Linked DNA regions of Sus scrofa: region 1 is linked to region 2. Evidence: chromatin contacts called from public HiChIP or PLAC-seq data. All regions are on one chromosome and are shown on one strand. The core of a region is the stretch at or near the end of the contact, and the rest is flanking DNA. Distances in the headings are between cores, read along the strand shown. Region 1 holds the start of ACTR5 (actin-related protein 5). Region 2 holds the start of RALGAPB (ral GTPase-activating protein subunit beta).

What was found. HiChIP or PLAC-seq counts read pairs in DNA pulled down with a chosen protein or histone mark.
Region 1: a contact with region 2 is called in an H3K27ac HiChIP or PLAC-seq map of alveolar macrophages. The contact joins the promoter of ACTR5 here to the promoter of RALGAPB in region 2. A contact is called at or near these places in 2 of 47 Hi-C or Micro-C datasets (embryonic fibroblasts and liver) and 1 of 2 datasets of contacts at active chromatin or transcription factors (alveolar macrophages).

What each region holds. Positions count from the first base shown.
Region 1 is chr17:41,697,230-41,704,221 of Sscrofa11.1, reverse strand. ACTR5 (actin-related protein 5) reads right to left here and starts at 1,949. Exons shown (of 10, transcript XR_002339948.1): 1 at 1,284-1,949; 2 at 1-111.
Region 2 is chr17:41,502,902-41,510,320 of Sscrofa11.1, reverse strand. RALGAPB (ral GTPase-activating protein subunit beta) reads right to left here and starts at 2,565. Exons shown (of 30, transcript XM_021078139.1): 1 at 2,284-2,565.

The DNA.
Region 1 (6,992 bases), core at 700-3,199, 190 kb before region 2:
GGCAACCTTAGGAATCCCATAGCACTCAAAGAGAAGCTCGGACATCATCTGTCGTGAATACAGCGGGTTGCACACAGCTTCTGTCAACACTATGGGATGATCGACACAGCCCTACTTGGAAAGAAAAAAGTAAACTGATCAGGTGCTAAAAGAATACTCCTTTTGAAGCATAAAAGGAAACCAACATCATTATTGCAAGGGCTGAACAGGCTTTTGGTCTCCAATCAGTAACCTCATCTGAAGCAACTGTAAAATACCCATCTCTCCCGGAAGTTGTTTTGGAAAATATGAAAGTAGGGTCAGCTTAAGGTTAACTATAACCCCATCCAAACTGTCAGCCAATCATGTTGGATCTGTCTTCAAAATATCTCCAGAATCCAACTATTTCTTACACATCCCCAATTCCTCCCTCAGTTAAGTCACCATCATCCCTTACCTCCTAACTCAACAGCCTCCTTACAGGTCTCCCTATTTTAACCCAGGCCAGTCCATTCTCCACAGAGCAGCTCTGGTGATCCTTTGGGAACATAAGTCACATTCCTCTTTTGTTCAACACCTTGCAAATGGCTCCCCATTTCACTCAGAGTAAAAGCCTATGAGGTGTGCAACTTGCCCCCTCATTAACTCCGACTTCCTCTTCCACTCACTACCCTTCCCCTCACTCTGGCTGCCCTCAATTAGGATCAAGACCCGCCCCTGCCTCAGGGCCTTTTCACTGGCTGTTCCCTCTCTGGAGTATTAGTCCCTCAGGTATTCACAAGGCTTGCCCCTTGCTCAAACATCACCTTCTTGGAATCCACCCCTAACCATCTTATTGAAAAGATGTAGCTTTCTCCTCTCCTTCTGTCATGCTATAGAACCTACTACTTAATCCTACTGTTTATTGTCTGTCTTTTCACACTAAAGGGTCTTTCCATACTAGCTCCATAAGCACAGGAGATTTCGTGTTACGTTCATGGACGTATTTCAAACACCTAGAAAAGTGCCTGACACAAAGTAGGTGCTCAGTACATATTTGTAAATAAATGGATGTATTAACAACAGAGCACAGATGCCCGAACGTATGCTCCAAGAGAACGTATGCTCCAGTGGTTCACTGCTATACCCCAAGCGCTTAGCACAAGCCTTATACACATTAGGCGCTTAATATTTGATCGCCATAATAAATGAATGACTAAATGACAATCAGAACTCCTGGAGTGACTATTATCCCTCGGGGAGCAGAGTGAGCGGGGACACGACCTCAACCCTTCCCTCAATCCCATCCCCACCCCGCCCTTCACCTGTGAGGAGACACCCAGATGCTGGAAACTGTAGTCAAGCAGCAGCTCCTGCAGCTCCAGGTTCACAGGCACGTTGCGGTCGAAAGGTGAGCGCAGCATCCAGCGCAGGGGCTCCAGGCTGCCCAACGCGTTGCCCACCTGGGGGCCCGCCCCGCCCCGAGCTCCGCCTCGCCCTCGGGCGCACACAGAGCGGAACTGCAGCCGGGGTTCGGGGCCTGGGTCCGGCCCGGGGCAAGCCCAGCCTGCACGGGCCTGGAACGACCCGTTGTCCAACACCAGTGGCACCGGCTGTGGCCCGTGTGCCACCGGGCCGGCCTCCAGCACCGGATCCGGAGCGGCTCGGGCGTCGCGGAATGGGAACACATTCATCGCCTGCCCCGCCACACTGGCAGCCGCCATCTTGCAGCGCACGCGCTAGCCCCGCCCCCGACGCAGCGTCCTCCCAAACAGCGCGAAACCCCGCCCCCGCGCGAAATGGAGGGCCTCCGAGCCTCTTCTCAAGCCCATCCAGCCGTTTCACCCAACTCGCCCCTGGCAGCCGAGGCCGCCTTCGCGATTGTTAGACTCCGCCCATCCTGGCCGTGGCCGAATCTCGCCCCCAGCTCCTATCTGACCACTCCCCTTCGCCCTAGCCGGGACTCCGGTCCAGTGAGCTCCGCCCCGAGTGCGTTACGTCACCATGACACGCCCCTTCCTGGCCTTCAGAACCTAGTACTGAGGCCGGGTGCCTCTCCGGGGCCCCACCTTTTCGCCTAGCCACGCCCCATATTGTAGGGTAACTCACCTTCAACTGTCCTTGGCTCCGCCCCCACATGATTACTTTGCCGTAAGCCTCCCTGTCAAGGAAACAAACTCTGGGGTACCGACCTCTCGGTATCTTGACCGAGGAGCTCGCTACTTAGGCGCGTTCACTTTATGAAAATTCATCAAACTATCCACTTATGATTTGTGCACTTTTCTGCACGTGTTCTATTTTATAACACAATATAAATTTTTAAATAGATTTATTAACTCCCACAGACTGTGCGCTGTCAAAGACTTCAAACACTGAGAAAAGGACTGCTCGTTGTTACTTAACTAACATATATATTTTTTCTCATTAGTGGTATAATTCCTCTGCATGGTCATCTAGCTTGGTGTGATCATGTGACTAAGTTCTGGCCAATGGGTATGGGAGTGGAGGTGATGCAGCCGTCTTCCCACCCAGTTTTTGCTCTAAAAGGATCCGGCACCTCTCTCCTCCACTTCCCCCTTGCCTCCAGGCAAGGGGATAGTAAGAGTTAGAGGAGCTGCCTTGGCTCTATCCTCCCAGCTCTGAAACACTTAACTTTGAGAGATAAAAGCAAGTTAATTGTAAAAAGTGGTTCTAAGTAAACATCCTTAACAAGAGATGAGGCCTCAAAATACTCTCAATGGGATCACCGACCCACTGAGCAAGGCCAGGGATCGAACCTGCATCCTCATGGATGCTAGTCAGATTCATTTCCACTGAGCTAGGACAGTAACTCCTCGGGCTATTCTTTATCAGATTTGACTTCTAATCTCCTTCTCCCTCTTTGCCTGACTTTAAAATATTGCTGTTCCCAAGGCCCTTGGCCCAGGGTTTCTCTTTTCATCCATTCTCTAGGTTGACCTCTGTTGGGCTGCACCACACAGGCCCGCAAGCTTTGTGATTGCCCAGCATTGAGGCTAAAGAAAGAACCCAGAGACAGCAACAGAGACATCAATGGTTTACTCCATAGGGGGTCTTACAAGTCTGAAGCAAAAGGTGCTGGAGTGATTTCCCACCATGTACAACAGACGGTGGGCAGGACATGGCAGCAAAGTTCACTACTCAGGGAGAGAGAAGGAGACGACCATTTTGGGGGGAATTGACATCGGGTTGGCTCATCAGCTACCAGGGAAACCAGCGGCTGGGGCAGAGGGCAAACATGTAGGTAGTTGCTGATTAAGTCCTATGTACAGATGAAGAGGGGATTGGTCAAGCAGGGGATGTACAGAGAGCAAAAGAACAGCCATCTTGACTGGCCTGATCACATAACGTTACACTTTTCTGTTAACTCCAAAACCATCTGAGTTTTAAAATGGCACAGGAGTAGCTCAAGAATTTGCTAATTATTCTCTGAGGAAGACATGGTCCCTGGTGTTTCACACATGACAGACCTTCCTATGCAAAGTATTGTGCACCCATACACATGCATTGTGTGTCTGAGGTGTCTAGCACATGGCCTAAATTAGGCAGCTGCTCAATAAACATTGAAAAAGTGAGGGAGTTCCCATTGTGGCTCAGTGGTAACGAATCCAACTAGTATCCATGAGGACACAGGTTCAATCCCTGGCCCTGCTTAATGGGTTAAGCATCTGGTGCTGCCATGAGCTGTGTGTAGGTTGCAGACACAGCTTGGATCTGGTGTTGAAGAGACTGTGGTGCAAGCTGGCAGGTACAGTTCTGACTTAACCCCTAGCCTGAGAACCTCCAAATGCTGTGGGTGCAGCCCTAAAAAGCAGAAGAAAAAAAAGTGAAAAAAAATTATTTGTGTGTTGACTTTTGAAAATACATTATTTATTGTACAAAATGTATTAAGTACATTCAGTATATCAGATAGTGGAGACACAGTAGGGAGCCAATCAGAGAATATCCCTGGTCTTGTGGAGTTTACTGTACTTAAAGATTGTTGCCATGGACCCATTTTATGTTTCCTCTTTTCTTCCTTTCACCCATTGGTCCATCCACTCATCCACCTCTTCATCTCTTCATCCCTTGACCAATTTATCTACTCATCCTTCATTCACTTATCTATCTATTATTCATTGGCTCATCTATCCAACCATTGACCTTCAAGGCACATACCCACTGATTCACCCATCTATTTATTCATCCATCAATCCACTGACCTTTCTCTATATTATGAATCCCAAACTAGTGGCACATCAGGAATCTAAAAAAAAAAAAAAAAAATCTGAATCTCAGGGTGAGGATGGGGAACAGACATCTCTGAATATCTCCCCCATTTAATTCTGATGCACACTGTCTGGCCCCGTCTAAGGACAGACATTTAGGAGTCATTATACTAGATTCGAAGCACTGCGAAGAGAGGAGCTGTCTTAGTTTAGCTTTCTCAGAAAGCAGATGCTGAGATAAGGACTCAGGTGCAGTTAATCCTCTGGAAGGTGATTCCAGGAAGGACAAGGGAGGAGGTAGGGGAAGGGAGACAGGGAAGCAGGGACAAGCCAAATAAAAGGCGCTCTGATGGGCTTGTGGACACATGAGGTTCAATCCTACTAGGAGCTGCCTTGTGGAGGAGACCACCAATAATCCCACTGCAGGACAGAAGACATTCATTGATTGTCAAGTGATTGAGTATTTGGGGGCTTTTAACTCCCCACCAAGTTGTGCATCCAAGGTCTAGAAAACCCTCGGGCAGAGGAGAAGACAAGCATGGAGGGAGGCACTTTGTCATGGTTCTCTGTCGGGTTTCTGAGATGTGTCCACAGCTTCAAGTGAACTCAGATGCGCCTGAGGATATAGAATGGGGCATTGAGCCCTACCACAGAGGTCCATGTCTCTCTTGTTTACTGCTGCATTGCTGGGGCCTGGGACACAGTCCTCAGTCCAGTGGCCTATAGTAGGTGATCAACAGATGTTTGATGAATCCTGTGTGCCTCCCAGAATTTGTTTGTGCCAGATACTGGGTAAAAATTCTTTAATTTTTGTTAGTTTTTTTTTTTTTTCTTTTAATGGCCACGCCCATGGCATATGGAAGTTCCCAGCCTAGGGGTCAAATCAGAGCTTCAGCTGCTGGCCTACACCACAGCCACAGCAATGCAGGATCCAAGCCGAATTTGTGATCTATAGCACAGCTTGCAGCAATGCCAGATCCTGGGTGAGGCCAGGGATCAAACCCACATGCTCATTGATACTAGCTGGGTTCTTAACCCACTGGGCCACCACAGGAACTCCTGTGGGTAACAATTCCTTTAGTTGTGTTTTCTCTTTGGACTGTACTTCCTCCCCAGGCTGAGTCTGTACCATCCCCTCAGCAGCATCCTCAATCTCTTTACCCTATTCTCATTCCACTCCCAGACAGTTGCTGGGAGCTGCTGGAAGCCCATATGGCTGTGCCCTCAGCACTGCTGGATCATCTTGCTGGCTATTGCTGGCTATCCCTGGCCAGAGGACTCTCTTTACCTGGCTCCTACTGGACCCCATAACTGGCAGAGGTGGTACCACCATAGCATCAGCTATCACAGTAGCCTGACTCTTGAAAAGACTCAATCTAGGGAATAGAACTCAGTTCCCAAGTGCTACCTCACACCCAGGGAGGGCTTCACTTCATTTAGGAGAATGTCTAGAAATTCAATAGTCGAGATCATACTTTATGCAATATTTTGAAAAATCAAAATTTGGTTGTTTTTTTTGTTTTTTTTTTTTTGGCCTTTTTGCCATTTCTTGGGCAGCTCCTGCGGCATATGGAGGTTTCCAGGCTAGGGGTCTTATAGGGGCTACAGCTGCCAGCCTACGCCAGAGCCACAGTAACGTGGGATCCGAGCCGCATCTGTGACCTACACCACAGTTCAGGGCAACGCCGGATCGTTAACCCACTGAGCAAGGGCAGGGATCGAACCTACAACCTCATGGTTCCTAGCCGGATTCGTTAACCACTGCACCATGATGGGAACTCCCTGAAAAATCAAAATTTGAAAGTGAATTATGATGTTCATAATAACACAATGAACAAGATAATGCTTTTTTTTTTTTTTTTTTTTTGGTCTTTTTAGGGCCACTCTTGTGGCATATGGAGGTTCCCAGGCTAGGGGTCAAAACAGAGCTCTAGCTGGCAACCTACACCACAGGCACAGAAACTCAAGATCTGAGCCACATCTGTGACCTACATCACAGCTCACAGCAAGGCTGGATCCTTAACCCACTGGGCAAGGCCAGGGATTGAACACTCGTCCTCCTGGATACTAGTCAGATTCATTTCTTCTGGGCCATGATGGGAAATCCAAGATAATACAATTTAAAGAAAAGATTGTCTTGTTGAGATTTCGTTTTGCTTCAAACTCCACATGGCTGAGCCTCATGCCGCTACTGGCCCTGTGCTTACCTGACACTGTATGTCTATGTTTTGGGGAAGGAAATATATTGAGGTCTGCAACTCTTCTATTTTTCTTCTTCTTCCTCTTTTTCTTTTCTTATTTATTTATTTATTTATTTATTTATTTATTTATTTATTTATTTATTTTGCCGCACTTGCAACCTGTGGAAGTTCTTGGGCCTGGGATTGATCAGAGATGCAGCTAAGGTCTATCCCACAGCCACAGCAACAATGGATCTGCACCACATCTGAGACCTCTGCTGCAGCTTGCGGCAACACTGGATCCTTAACCCACTGGTCGAGGCCAGGATACAACCCACATCCTCTCAGAGACAATGTCTTAACCCCCTGAGCTACAACAAGAACTCCACAAGGTAAATTCTTGAAGGGATTGATGGATAGATATGGGGTAGAGAATCCAGCACCATAAAATGTTAATTGTTCAAGCTATATATTGGAAATCTTTCATCTTGTTTGTATGTTTGAATTTTTTTTTTTTTTTTTTGTAATTTTGAAGAAGAAAAAATAAAGGGGGGGGGACCCTGAGACTGACTCCCTGGGATCAAAGCAGCTCCACCCCCTTATTCCCTGGAGGTCCAGGCCTGGCTTC
Region 2 (7,419 bases), core at 1,316-3,815:
ACAATCTGTATTCTGTTAAGAATGTCATTATGTGAAATGTTTTTTTTTCAATCCATATACTTCATATTTAACTGCTATAAAAAAACTTTCCCAAAAAAAAACCCACAAAAAAAACCAAAAAAACTGGGATTGTCCAAATACTTTTTCATACTGACCACACACACTTCACTTACGCAATTTTCTAAATCTTACATGGTTTTAAGACCAGCCAAATACAAATACAATCAGAATTACTGGCCTGCCTTCCTTTATAATTTGCAAATATGGTGGGCAATAACAGTTCAGAAATTCTGTAATAATATATACCAAGTGTGTCAATTCCTTGGATATCAAGGTTTTAATCTTAAGTACTCAGGTCATCTCTCCTGGTGAATAGGATGAACTACTACCAAAAGCACTTCCATCAACTAGTATTTACCAACTAAGTAATAACGTTCAGTGGATGACAACTAGACATTATTTTGGACAGTACAGTGTTTAGGAGGGAACATATGCAAAGGCCTAAGGGCAATAAAAAGGTTTCCACTACAGAACTGACTGCATATGATTGTGATAAAACTAGGTATTAAAACTCAACCAGTGTTGACTGTGCATAGTTAGTCCTTCCTAGAGTCTCGCTGGTGCTAAGAACTCAATATGTTTATTCAACCGCTGAATGGATAAATTAATGAACGTAACTAGAGTATTTTCAAGCAAAAAGAACAAAACTTGATAGACTAAGAACACCAAACACCTTTTACAAAAAAAATGGAAATGGAGAAGAATCTGTTTGCAGCATGCAGTCGAGGATACAAAAGGCACTCAAACATTCCATTCAGTAAAACCACTGTGAAACTGTACGTCAAAGTACTGGGAGAAATACAAAGATGAGATGACATGGTTCGAGTTGCTCACAATCTAGCAGAAGAGAAAAACACAACACAGAAAAATGACTCGTAAATTCCATTATGATGATGCCAAAAAGCACACAGGAAAGCCCCAAGGTGGCTGGGGGTCAAGGGTGGGGGTCAGAGACAGAGGCATCTTGAATGTTGGGAATGCTGGGAGTTATGCAGCCAGAGACAGGAGGAAAAGGCTACGTGCATGTGTGTAAGAAAGAGCAGCATTGTGTGGGTCTGGGTGGAGCAGGGAGAAAGCATGGAGGATAGTCTAAGCAGAGGAACGGCGTATGCAAACAAGACCCAGAGTTTAGAAACACTATATTCATGAGGACTGTGTATTCAGGAAAATGGCAAACTGACAGTTTTGCATGAGATGCACGCACTTTAAAAGGTCCAGCTGACTCAGAAATCCTGTACAGAAAGTTACTTCCCAACCCCAACAAGCTTTCACAAGGTATAGTAGTCAGTGGGCCTAATGAAAAGATCTCTGCAGGTGGAACGTGCATTTTTAACAAGCTCACAGAGGATTCTCCTACACACTTAAACTGGGGAAACACTGAAATGTTTTACTGAGATGCAAAATGATCTACTGCAGCAGTTCCCAAACTTTGCTGCACGATGAATTCATGAGGGGATCTCTAAGAAACACTGCTGTCTCCCCACCAAGCCTGCTCCCAAACGTGCTGACTTAATTGGCCTGGCCATGCTACCTGGGCATCAGGAATCTTTAAAAGCTGCCCCAGGTGATTTTTCCGTGCAGCGAAGATGGAGAGCCACTGACCTAATTGCTAAGAACTTGAATCTGGAGTCAGACTGGCTGGGTCCAAATTTACCGGCTCTCTGACCTTGGGCAAGGAAGTCACCTAAGCATTCAGGGCCTCAGTTGCCTCGTCAGTAAGATGGGGATAATCATCCTCCTTTACCGAGTTGTTGTGAAGTTAGATGAGGTGAACGTAATGGCCTGGCACAACGCCCGGTGTGGAGTAAAGCGCTTAACGAGGGTTAGATGTGCCTTCTCATAATTAACTCTTTCTCCTCCTAATGTCACCGTGCAATGGGCAGCATCGTCCCGACAGGGCGGCAGCCACTCGACCAACCTTGCTGCTGGACCAGATTCTAAGCCGGAGTTGTCTAGCTCTGCTCCAGACCCGCCCCCTCCCCCAGGCTGCCAGAAGAGAGTTTTCCCGACCCAGGCAGCCCCTAGGTCTGCAGAGAGCCGACAGAAGCTGCCGACTCCAGGGCCAGGCGCACCCCCCACCCCCGCCAAAATGCAGAGATATACTTCCAAAGGCTGGGGCCTTAGAACCACCGGGGCCGAGAAACAAAGCTTAGCCATCCCTGGGCCGCCTGGAGGGGAGGAGAGGGGAGGGTCCGGCCGCGATGGGGAGGGCCGCCCGGTTACCTGAGGCGACGGGCGGGGCCCGCATCGCTGGGGCGGGCGCCGTCGCCGCCGCGGGCCGCACTCGGCCTTCCGCCTCACGCCACCCGCGCCATAGGCCCGGCGCTTTCGCTGTCCCGGTAGGCTGTCCGCAAGCGGTCACTCCGTCTACACGTCTGCGACTCTCCGAGGGCGCCAGGGACGACGAAGGCCGGTAGGGCCAGCCGGCAGTGCTCTGCTCAGGCAACTTCCGACTGCCAGCAGCTGCAGCGTTAAATAACTCCCGGAGTCGAATGGACCACTGCGCGTGCGCGCTGCGCCTGATCAGTGACTTCTGAAGGGCCGAAACGGCGGCGTCAAATAATTCCCGAGACTCGGAGCTGGAAGCTGCGCGTGCGCAGCTATCCCAGTTCACCGCGCGGGGCAGAATCCCTCCTCCCTTTCCGGATCTAGAGGAGCAGTGAAGTGACGGATGCTCTTACCTCATCGCAGTACAGGTCCTTAGGCATCAGTCGGGACTCCGCCTGTTTTAGGTGCGGACAGAGTAAGCGTCTTCTCTGAAAGATTCTGCCTCCCACTCAGGTTCTAGGAATTCATCACGTCCCACCATTACAGCACCCTTCCCTTTGAAATGTTGCCCTTTACCAGCTGCCCCCTTTATAGCATTACAAGCAATACTCAATTCCAGACCAGGTGTGGGTTACAAAGATGAATCAGACATCAGATTCAGAGACAGTCATTAAGGAGATGAGTCTGACATAGGCTACGAGATATTACTAATAGTAATAACAACAGCAAGAGATACCAGTTTGAGCACCTACGTTACACCGCACATTTTGTAAACAGAACTACTTGCAATCATTTGGTTCCAACTTCAACGAGGGAAACACCACCAGAGAGTTAAAGCTCAAATGCCTTGGACATGTAAAGAAGAAAACTTGGGCTGAGAAAGAAGAGGGAAAACCTGGCCTTGAGAACGTCCTTGATATTCAGAGAGGAAGGGATCATTCTGAGTAGTGCCTAAGTCACCGTGTCTGAAAAGAGCAGAATGGAAAAAGATGCTGACTCTTCCTCCTTACCCTCAGAAGAGACCATGGAGGAAGGCCTGACAAGGGAACTGGTATCTTTACAGGAAAAAAATAAATATATATATATATATATGTATATATATATATATATATATGTCTTTATAGGGTCGCACCCACAGCATGTGGAAGTTCCCAGGCTAGGGGTCTAATTGGAGCTGTTGCTGCTGGCCTAGGCCAGAGCCACAGCAACGTGGATCCAAGCTGGGTCTTTGACCTACGCCACAGCTCACAGCAACGTCGGATCCTCAACCCACTGAGCAAGGCCAGGGATTTAACCCGCAACCTCATGGTTCCTAGTCAGATTCACTTCCGCTGCGCCATGACAGAAACTCCAAGGAGAAGTATATTTCCTCAAGATTTTGTTGTCCCCCCCCCCCGCAGCCGCCCCACACACCCAGAAAAGTAGCTAGAGGGGAGAAGAAGAAAGAGAATGTTCCAAGACTAGAACAAGGCTATATCCGGGACACTTTGTGAATCAAAGCAATACACTTCCATTGTAAGAGGCAAACATTTTAAAAGGCTCTCAATATTTATTCCAACCGCTTATCCTTTGCCTTTCTAAACTACAGAGACTGAAAAGCAAAGCATGCAGTTCCCTTGAAGCTAGGAGAGGCAGTGAGACAAACTTCTGGTCAATAAGATGTAAGGCAGGAGTCCCAGTGGAGAGCTTGAATAAAAGAAGTCTTTAGAGAAGTTTGTGACCTTAACCCTTCTGCTATTTGATGCTTGGAACTGAGATGTAATGCCTGGAGGTGCAGTAGTCACCATGGGACCATGAGGAGGATTGTGCCAAGGAAGGTAAAACAGAAGGACAAAAGAAGCCTGGAGTTCCCATCATGGCTCAGTGGTTAACGAATCCAACTAGGAACCATGCGATTTCGGGTTCGATCCCTGGCCTCCCTCAGTGGGTTAAGGATCTGGCATTGCCATGAACTGTAGTGTAGGTCGCAGACAAGGCTCAGATCTGGCGTTGCTGTGGCTCTGGTGTAGGCCAGCAGCTACAGCTCCGATTGGAACCCTAGCCTGAGAACCTCCACATGCCTCAGGTGTGGCCCTAAAAAGACAAAAAAAAAAAAAAAAAAAAAGAATATGGCTTCCACATAAATTGTAAGATTTTAAGGACTAATGTACTGACCAAGAAAACAAGATTTAATATTAGATTAGGGGTGGTAGGGGGAAGATGTAAGTAAGTCATTCTTTAAAGCTGATATTATAATTCTGCACCTTTTTATTTGCCAATTTTTAAAAATTTTTGAGGGCTTCTCTTAAGCAAAACATCTTGGGAAATTTTAAGACTAAAATCAGAACACTTTGGGGAGTTCCCATTGTGGCACAGCAGAGGCACGTCCAACTAGGAACCCTGAGGTTGCAGGTTCGATCCCTGGCCTCACTCAGTGGGTTAAGGATCCAATGTCGCCATGAGCTGTGGTGTAGGTCACAGACATGGTTCGGATCCTGCATTGCTGTGGCTGTGGTGTAGGCTGACAGCTGTAGCTCCGATCAGACCCCTAGCCTGGGAATCTCCATAGGCCATGGGTGTGGCCCTGGAGACCAAAAATAAAATAAAATAAAATAAAATCAGAACATTTTGAAACATGTAGGGGAAGTGTGCATGCACAATTCTGAAGAGACATATACAGAATAAAATATTATGGATTCTCCAAGCGGCACAATTCAAATTTGTTCTATGTCATAAATTCTAATTATAAATGTAGAATAAATTGGGGAATTGTCTTCAGTGGAAACCATAAATCAAATTATCACTTTGTGTCATGTGTTTAATTACTGTGTATTAAAGGCACCGCACTCAAAAAAAAAAAAAAAAAAACAGTTGTATCACCCTTTTGTGGCAGACTTTTTTCCTAAGTTGACCATGCCAACATGTATAACCCATCCCCAGTTCTTCTTACAAGGTAACCAACATCTTCCCCCTGAGAGACAGGATCCGTGTTCCCTCCCCTTGAATCTAGTTGGGGTCTGCGACTGTTCCGGCCAGTAGGGTGGAAGGCATGTTATGGGACCTCGGGGGCCAGATCATAAAGGAGGATACAGCTTTTACCTGGCTTACCACCTTTTTGCAAAGCTCACCTTTCAAGCCCAGTCACCATGTTGGGAGGAAGCCCAGGCCCCAGGAAGAGAGCATGTGGAGATATTCCGGCTGACGACCTGAGATAACATCTTAGCTGACAACATCAGTGGCCAGATATGTGAATAAGGAAGCCTTCAGATGATTCCAGTTCCTAAGCTTCAAGCCAACCTCCCTGAAACAAGCAGGGCAGAGATAAGATAACCCCAGCCCAAAGAGCAGATTCCTGAGCAACATATTATCATTGTTTTAAGCTATTAAGTTTGGGGTGAATTATATGCAGTCATAGTAACTGGAACACTTTTCAAGAGCATAACTGAGAAAAGTTGTTAACTGAACAGATACATGAGAGGTATGTCATCTGTAGCCAATTCCCCCCTTCTTTTTCTTTTTCTTCCTTTGTTAGTTGTGCAGAACTATCTTGGTGTGTGGATAACAGTTGAGAAAATCCACTTCTATTTCTCCTGAACCTAACGCAATACCAGCACAGTGGAAGTGCTCAGCGGACATTTGTCGGATGGATAGAAGATGCATTTTAGCTCAGCACTGAACCCACTTTCTTGCTGGGTTGTTAAATCTTAGTGAATGATATCCAGTTGTAGAGGAACTAGACCTAAGTAAGAGGTCCCCTGCCCCACACCCTGTGCCTTAAGTACTACATTTTGGATTGGTATTTCTCAAAATTTTCTAAGTGCCCCTCCAAGGCCAACAATGCCATCTTAGTGAGGTGCCCTAAACTAGACCAGGTCCCATGTGGGTCCTATTAGCCAGAAATTTCTATCTTGAAATTTTCTAAGTCTTGGAGTTCCCATTGTGGTGCAACGGAAACAAATCCAACTAATATTCACGAGGATGTGGGTTCGATCCCTGGCCTCACTCAGTGGGTCAGGGATCTGGCGTTGCCGTGAGCTGTGGCATAGGTCACAGACAGGGCTCAAATCCCACGTTGCTGTGGCTGTGGTGTAGGTAGGCAGCTGTAGCTCCAATTTCAACCCCTAGCTTGGGAACTTCCATATGCTGAGGGTGAGGCCCTAAAAAGCAAAAAAAAAAAAAAAAAAAAAAAAAAAAAAAAATTTCTAAGTCTCATTCCAATGGTTGGGACTGACCAGAGCCACAAGTGCCATTCAGGCAGGTCTACCCAGTCCCAGACCAGGTCCATCCCCTGTGGGTCTCATTCTCATTTCTTCTTTTTGAAGAATTATTCAACCCTCTTTTTTTTTTTAACTTTTTAGGGCTGCACTTGTGGCATATGGAAATTCCCAGGCTAGGGGTCAAATCAGATCTGCTGCTGCCAGGGCACAGCCACAGCCACAGCAAGGGATCAGATCCAAGCTGTAGTTGCAGTTGCAACCTACAATGCAGCTGTAGCAGCACCAGATCCTGAAGCCATTGTGCCAGGCCAGGGATGGAACCTGTGTCCCAGCACTCCAGAGATGGCACTGATCCTGTTGTGCCACAGTGGGAACTCCATGTAATATATTTTTAAGCAAACTGTTTATACAGACAGGGACTATGCAAAAAATATTTGCCTAAAGCCTTGCCCACACTAGGATGGTCTTGGCTAGTGTCCTCCTCTTCTCCTCATAGTCCTTGTGAGCTCCTCTGAGTTCACTTCATTCACCCCTGAAAGCACCATTTTCCAGGCAGTCTTAACTGCCAACTTGAACCCCCATTGGAATGACTTCGGATGCCCCAGAAGATCCCCTTCAGTCAAAATGTCCAAATCACACATACTTATCCCACATGGAGGGAGTGTGCCTGTTCTTGTATTTGCTTGTTCATTTGTTTGTTTTATGTTTTATTTTTGACCACACCCACAGCATTCCGAAGTTCCCAGGCCAGGGAACGAACCCTCACCACAGCAGTAATCCAAATCGCTGCAGTAACAACACCAGATCCTGACCCACTGAGGCACGAGAGAACTACAGCTCTTTTATTTTGTCTTGTTTTGTTCTGTTTTGTGTTTTTGCCTTTTCTGGGGCCGCT